2 separate regions of the Zea mays genome follow, and region 2 is linked to region 1. The links are chromatin contacts, called in public Hi-C maps. All regions are on one chromosome and are shown on one strand. Each heading gives the region's core, a stretch centred on a gene start, on an enhancer-like site or on the middle of the called end of the contact. The rest is flanking DNA. Distances are from core to core; before and after follow the strand shown. Region 1 has its middle 37 kb from the start of LOC109945623. Region 2 has its middle 13 kb from the start of LOC109945927.

Region 1 (4,178 bases), core at 484-2,983:
CAAGGAAGCCCGGAGAACTTGACTGAAGGTGCATTGTATGGCATAGTTGAGGACCTGTGCACATTCATATTGAAAGAGGTCATTCTCGCAGAAGGGAAATATCACGATGCTTCCGGAACATTAGCTTTGCCAGAGTTTAGAATACTAACAGAAATTAGTAGACTATTTCTTAGCCGAGATAGTTATTAGAGCTTAAGTGAAAACTTTGATGTATATAATGTGTGATACATATATGGTTGTAAACAAGACTTTGATGTATATAAATGTATGATAGAATTTAATTCCATATTGCTTTTAATATCAATACTACATGTTTATCAATATCAATATAAATATATATATGTTTGTGTGTGTAAATATATAAATTTCAGTACGAAAATTTAAAAAAAGGCGGGAAACCTTTCCACTGGCGGCTAAATAAAACAAACCGCCAGTGGAATTTCCACTGGCGGTTTTCTTAATAAAACCGCCAGTGGAAATGCTATTTTCACTGGCGGTTGCTTAAGAAAACCACCAGTGGAAATGCTATTTCCACTGGCGGTTCTTGAATAACCGCCAGTGGAAATGGCGATTTCCACTGGCCCCTAGCACTAGCGGCACTGAAAAACGCCAGTGAAAATAGTTTTAGGACCGTCACTATAGAACTTCTGTGTACTAGTGTTCCGACGGCCTCACCGTCGAACATAATGTTAGTTCCGATGGTCTCTCTGACAGCCGTCGGACGTATATTCTTATGTACGACGGCTATAGAAAGCCATCGGACATAAGTGTACGTCCGACAGCCGCAAGGAGACCATTGGACATCATGTGGCCGTCGGATCTTTATCGTTTTACTGTTGTGTCTGATCTCACTCTTCTACAGTAATTTAATTAACTGTGGATTTGATTAGCTAGCTAGTAAAGGCAGCTTTCAAACTCCAAAAGCTCATAAGAAACCATATGCAATTTTTTTAATTTTTCGCATCGCCCTTTTTATTTCACAGAGTGGCAACTAAGGGCTGGTAATATGTGCACATTTATTTTACAGTAAAAAATTTGTTAAATAAATAACGAGTATTTGAGTGTTTAATATTAATTAATTGACCAAAAGTTAAGCAATCTGCATTACACCGTCTTTTGTTAAAGTGACTTAAGATTTATTGACACTAAAACGTCTAAATAGATATATTATGGAAGTATATTGAATTCCAAATATAATGATATTTGTCTCGTGCGATAAACATTAATTAGACAACCATCTCTGATCACGCTCACAGCTAGCTAGATGTCACCTATAACATGTAGAAACTGAAGACTCATTTGCATGCATCTAGTCTATATTACAAAATATCTTTCGTTCTTTCTCTGTTGCAAATAAACAAAGCAAGATATTTCTACCACTTCCATCCACGTATATATGAAACTTTGGTAGCAACTACGCATATTCTATATATATACGATCGAAAGCACACACAGACATTTATATGTATAGCACACACAGACATTTATATGCACGACGAAGAAGATTCGGCGAAAGATACGAGACATTGAGCTGGCGCCACAGCTTTAGTTTGGCTTCTTTCTTTAGCTTTTGCCAAAGAAGAGATTAAAAATAATGATAGCCATGCATGCAAAAGAAGCGAGTGGGGCCGGGACGGACGTCGTGTTGTTGCGCCTCCCTGCATGATATGCGGCTCAAAACAATGCAAGTCAATCATTCAGATGTGGATGCCCACACACACCATGCCCATGCTGTTGCCGGCCGTGTTTTGCTAGATAGATCCACGTACAGCGACGTATATAGTACATAGTCTACACCTATAGTGGAGTGCACTGCAATTTTGCAAAAAAAAAAAAAAAAAAAAAACACCAGATGTTGCACCGTTCCGAACTTTGGGAACTTGGGACGATAGTGTAAACCTTAAGACAAAGCCCATACATGCATCCGTGCAGTGCGTGAGGGCCAACCACATATACCTGCATAAAGAATTATTCTGAGCTGTAGATCGGATATATGGAGTACACAACCGTGTTCCTCAATGCATCATCATCATCGGGGCAAGCTTTTTCAACTATCCTTTCTTGGAATTAATAAAGGAACGCAGCATGCATTTGCTGGAAACAGCTTGATCGATCAGCTCTGCATGCGTGAAGAGAGGAACATTCCTGCAACCGGCGAACTCCACGTGTATACGTTCCACACACCTCGATCGAGTAGCAATATCTTCACAAGCATAAGCATGGTACCCATGCAGCGCATTATGCTTTTTCTTTTATAGAACAATCATGTTGACCTACGATAGGCATGCTTCTTTTGCCCATTGCAATAGTAAAAAATAGTATGTTATCCTCCTCTCTCATTGGCATTTGAGTGCCTTTTTCTTTCTATTTATATAAACTAATGTAGACATCAACTAATGCCCCTGCACACGTCAGAACCTTATGAGACATGCATGCATAAAGTATTACTACAAGTTTGTGGATAAATTTTTAACTTTATAAACTAGCCAAAATTTCTTATCTTTGCCCTCTCTCAAATATAATACCCATATCACTACTATATTCGATATTTGTCTCATAACAGAAAACTGAATAATTTCCATCGGTCAAAGGTCCACGGAAATTAGGCTTCCCCAACATAAATTATACTACCACTACCGAAATTGCAGGCTTTGCCGAGTGTTGTATTCTTTGCCGAGTGCCTTTTGTCGGGCACTCGGCAAAGAAGGCTTTACCGAGTGCCGCACTCGGTAAAGTTAGGTACTCGGTAAAGCGAACTTTACCGAGTGCTGAACACTCGGTACAGGACGACACTCGGCAAAGACAACTTTGCCGAGTGTCAAACACTCGGCAAAGGGGGCTCTCGGCAAACGGCCGTCAGCGGCCGTCCCAAAGCTGACGGCCGTCAGTCTTTGCCGAGAGCCAACGGCTGGCACTCGGCAAAGAGGTTCTGTGCCGAGTGCCACATAGTAGGCACTCGGCAAAGTTTATTTTAATTTTTTTGATTTTGTCTCCCAAAATTTTTGTGGTATCTTCCTACATTATGTAGACCTACATGTATCATTTGTGGACAATTTTAACAGAGTTTTCAATGGTTAGTAGATTTAGTTCGTTTATTTGAATTTCTTCGGAAAATTTAGATTTGAACTGCAGGTCACTCGAAACTTGGAAAACCGTGCATGCAAAAATGATATTCATGTTACTTAGCATAAGTTACGACCGATTCCAGGAGCGGACCGGAAACTTCGAGCAACATACTCACTAAACATGACCTTGAACTTGTCATCCACATGTTTAAAAATTGTATAAAACACAAACAAAGTCAGAAAATCCTGAAACTTGTCCACGTGTCATGATATCATATGTACAGGCTGCGATAAAAATTTTAGAATGTTTGGAGAAAGTTGTGGGACACTATGTGTACAAACCTAAGAGATCCACATTGAAACTCTATGATTTCATGTGTAGTTCTCTTAGGTTTCTACACATAGTGCCACACTCCTTTCTCCAAACATTCTAAAATTTTTATCGCAGCCTGTACATATGATATCATAACACGTGGACAAGTTTCATGATTTTCTGACTTTGTTTGTGTTTTATAAAAATTTTAAACAGCTGGATGGCAAGTTCACGGCCATGTTGAGTGAGCATGGTGCTCGAAGTTTCCGGTCCGCTCCTGAAATCGGTCGTAACTTGTGCTAAGTAGCATGGATATCATTTTTGCATGCACGGTTTTCCAAGTTTCGAGTGGCTTGCAATTCAAATCTAAATTTTCCGAAGAAATTCAAATAAACGAACTAAATCTACTAGCTATTGAAAACACAGTTATAATTGTTCTAAAATGGTACATGTAGGTCTACATAGTGTAGGAACATACCACAAAAAGTTTCATAAACAAAATAAAAAAAAATTAAATATATTTTGCCGAGTGCCCCAGCTTGGACACTCGGCAAAGAAAGCTTTGCCGAATGCTTGTCGTGCGGCTCTCGGCAAAGTTTTTTTAAAAACCCTAAGTCTAGTCTTTGCCGAGTGCCAACAGACAGGCACTCGGCAAAGAAGCCTTTGCCGAGTGCCAGATCAAAGGCACTCGGCAAAGTATATTTTTTAATTTTAAAAAAATCTTTGCCGAGTGCCAGATCGCGGGCACTCAGCAAAGACGTTAATTATACAGACCTGCGGGCTCTTCTTCTCCTTCCTTC
Region 2 (3,921 bases), core at 88-2,587, 170 kb before region 1:
TTTAAAGATTTCTCCCGTTATATATTCTATGATAGAGCTTTTATGACAATCATGCATTTCTCATATGCCACGATTAAAGTTGTATGCCTCAGTAGTTTCTTCTACTGTCAATACTAGGGCAATATGCCATCCATTGTCAATGGTATAGTCTATTTCAACTAACACCAATACGAGGTCAATCTTCTCCATTCAAGAGGCATAATTAGAGCCATTCAATAGGTCAAGTCTAGATATGATACTCGCGGTCGAAAGCTTGGATGGAGATGGTTAGGTTTGATCCTTCATGCAAGGTTCGTTTGACGGGATATTAGGACATGGAAGGGGATAAGAGAGATTTTGACTTGCATGGGATTCAATCGCACTCAATTCCCATGTGGAACAGATTAACAGAATAAAGCCTTAATTACAAATCGAACAAGACGAAAAGGGGGAAGAGGCACTATAGCTTTGAGAGTGTTTTTCCTCATTACAAAAAATCTGGGATTCAATTTGGATAGACCATGCTCGGAAGAGGGGATTAGGAAATGACATCACTGCACATGTCATTTACCTTAGTGTGATATATTACTAGCTAGTGTATGATCGCTTTTGCTAGGGTGGCCGAGGTCATCAACAATAGAATTCTTTCCACATATACTCCCACAAAACTTAACTTTTCATAGCTTTACTAGGCCTGTGATGCCGAAACGTCAGGCCCGGACCCAGAGCATAACGTTTCTTGGAATACAAAAACTAATACGTTTTAACAAAAAGGCTCACTTTGTGTGATCAATATGGTAGTCGCAGCTCGAGACTCTTTCTTTTTTCAAATGCTATGGCCACTTAGGCGTCGGCTAGGATTACATGTTATGATGCTTCAGAAAGGGAAGAATCCAAGATATAAAAATCTGAAACATCCGCACGATTGTTGGCAAATCTAGCACCGTAATTAAATAAGTTAGGCATGATCTAAATAAAGGTAATACTAATAATTGCTGCTCACTACAACAGAAATATTTTTTAAAGACGCCACTGGTATTTTTTTCCCACGAAAAGCATCAAGCTCCGTTTAAATCAGTTTCTATAAAGTCTCAAGACCCGAGCCACGTCTAGAAATCAAGCTTTACGATGAAGAAGACCTTATATTAGAGGCACCAATTATGGAGTTGCCAAGAACCAAGCTTAAAACACCGCCACCTCTAGGAGTGTATTTTCAGGGACGGTTGATGTTCCTAGAAATATATTTGTAGGGACGGCTGATTTCACGTTCCTAGCGGCTTCTCAAAATGGCACTGAAGCTTCATCTGGACCGAACCCCGCTACGCCCGACTAGCCGTCCAGTGCGCTCACCTGGACCTGTCTGTCCCAGCGCGTCGGTCAGGTGGACCTCCGTGCATGTCCGCATGCAAAAGCTGCCCTTCCCTTCCGCACGCCCCCTTTTTTTTTTTTGCCGCACACCCAATTAAAGTGAAAACGGGTGAGGTATACCCGTCGGGTACCGGATACGGATAGTAAATACCTATTTTTTCGGATATGGATTCGGATAATACCTAGATAGTACAACTTAGGATTTGGGTCGGATACGGAGCGAGTACTACCCGGTAAATACCCGGATATTCGGGTCGGATACGGGTATCCAGAATTTGGATACCCGTTTTTTTCTTTTTCTGCATAATAATATAGTTATAAAATCATAACTTTTACATATTAAATCGGATTAATATAAAGTTTATATGAAATTTGTAGAGCTCGAAGAGATTTATAACTTTGTAGTACATCACGTTTTTGTTTAAACATATCTTTAGGCCAAAATCATTGAAATATTGTCTAAATTTATATCAAAATAATAGACTTTATCATTTTCATGTGGGGACTTAAGATTATCTCCATGTGGGAACTTAGGATTATCTTTTTATAAACTATTTATTAATATTGGTAACTTATTTGTAATTTTTGGTCGACGCTACAATATTTTTATGAATTTAATTGTATTTTGATGATTTTCTACAATAAGAAATTAATAATACACCAAATAGCCTAAAAAATCATTATCCACATATAGTTCTAAAAAATATTTGGACTATAAAATCCACAAGATGTTGGTGTTTCTTCCATTCCACTCCCACTTATTGCGTGAGTTACACCTGAAATTATTTTATGTATCGAAGTTTCAACATAATTAATATTTCACTTATCATTTTCATGTGGGGACTTGAGGTTTTATTTGAATAGAATGTTTATTTGTTTTGGTAAGCTTTTTGTAATTTTAGGTCAAAACTAGTGTATTTTATGAATTTTAATTATATCTTGATGATTTTATGTAGAAAGAAATTAATAATGTAAAAATAGCCTCAGAAATCCATGAAATTATACGAAGGTACAACATATGGTCACATATAGTCATCAAAAATAATGGGACCATAAAGTCCACATGATGTCAACATTTCTTCTATTTTATTTCCACTTATTGCGTGAATTACACGTGAAATCACTCTAAGTATCCAAGTTTCAACATAATCAATACTTCACTTTACCATTTTTATGTGGGAACTTTAGATTATCTTCTATTAAATGTTTATTAGTATTAATTTACTTGCAATTTCGTGGTCGAATAAGAATATTTTATGATAACCAATTAATGCATTATCCGACAAGTATCCGATATCCGATCAAATAATATATGTATCCATCACTTATCCGCCCGGATAAATATCCGGTCCCTGTATCTGTATCTGTCCTATTTCTAACTATCTGTATCCGATCCCGAATCCGTTTTAAATACATCAGGATAGGATACAGGATAAGCTACTATCCGTCCGTATTCGCCCGTTTTCACCCCTACACCCCAGATGCGCGTTAAACTTTTTCTTTTTTTTGCGGGATCCAATAACTCCACGCACATTGCGTGCATTCACTTTATAGGTGCTATCCGTGGTTGTTCAGATTTGTCAGTAATAAGCGAACATTTTTTATAATAACCGAACATTAATAATCAAACTTTTCGTCAGTAATAACCGAATGTTTCGTCAATAATAATAAACATTTCGTTAGTAAATAATTAAACGTTTCGTCAGTAAAAACAAATGTTTTCGTCAGTAATACAATTACTGAGAGCATTTTATAAAAAAGCTGCTGCTGATATGACTCAGTAATAAATGTTCTGAGTGCTATTTTTAAAAAATCTTCTGTCACGACTTTGTAATACAATTACTGAGAGCATTTTAATAAAAAACTGCTGCTGACTTGACTTCAGTAATTCAATTACTGAGTGCTATTTTAAAAAAATATGTTGACATGACTCATTAAAACAATTACTGAGAGCATTTTATTAAAAAGTATGCTAACTTGACTTCAGTAACATAATTATTGTGAACATTTATTAAAAAACTGCTGCTAAATGACTTAAGCAATAAAATTACTGAGTGCTATTTTTTTTAAAAAAACTACTTACATGACTCGGTAATACAAATACTGAGGGATTTTTATTAAAAACTACTGCTGATATGACTTCAGTAATACAATTACTGAGTGCTATTTTTATAAAAAATTACTGACATGACTCAGCAATACAATTATTGAGAGCATTTTATTAAAAACTACTACTAAAATGCTTTAAGTAATGCAATTACTGAGAGCATTTTATTGAAAAAACTGTTGCTGGTAAGACTCGGCAATACAAGACTATTTACTGAGTAGTAAAATAATTACTGACTATTACTCAAAAGACTCAGTAATACAAAAACTGACTGCTACTAGAATATATATAATGTACACTAGCTATTTATTCATTAATTACTAAGTATTACTTAACAGTAACACAATAAAAACAGAAAACTCCCATTCAGTAACACAGTAGCAGAGTATCATAGTGACACAATACGAACAGTAACTATCATCCATTTAAATACAACACAAAAATTCTCACCTCGCCACAAACAGAAA

Evidence for each region. A called contact is a pair of places that touch in the nucleus more often than the background predicts.
Region 2: a contact with region 1 is called in a Hi-C map of ear, with 1.7 times the contacts expected there. The contact joins two enhancer-like sites. A contact is called at or near these places in 2 of 25 Hi-C or Micro-C datasets (ear and endosperm).

The regions. Positions count from the first base shown.
Region 1 is chr4:212,582,611-212,586,788 of Zm-B73-REFERENCE-NAM-5.0, reverse strand. No RefSeq gene overlaps it. Among protein-coding and RNA genes, the nearest start is that of LOC109945623, 37 kb to the right of the region's middle. Within about 2 kb of position 1,733, at least 16 of the 20 cell types and tissues checked have an H3K27ac peak or open chromatin away from gene starts, as enhancers often do. A contact at or near this core is called in ear, where this site is marked.
Region 2 is chr4:212,751,792-212,755,712 of Zm-B73-REFERENCE-NAM-5.0, reverse strand. No RefSeq gene overlaps it. Among protein-coding and RNA genes, the nearest start is that of LOC109945927, 13 kb to the right of the region's middle. Within about 2 kb of position 1,337, at least 7 of the 20 cell types and tissues checked have an H3K27ac peak or open chromatin away from gene starts, as enhancers often do. A contact at or near this core is called in ear, where this site is marked.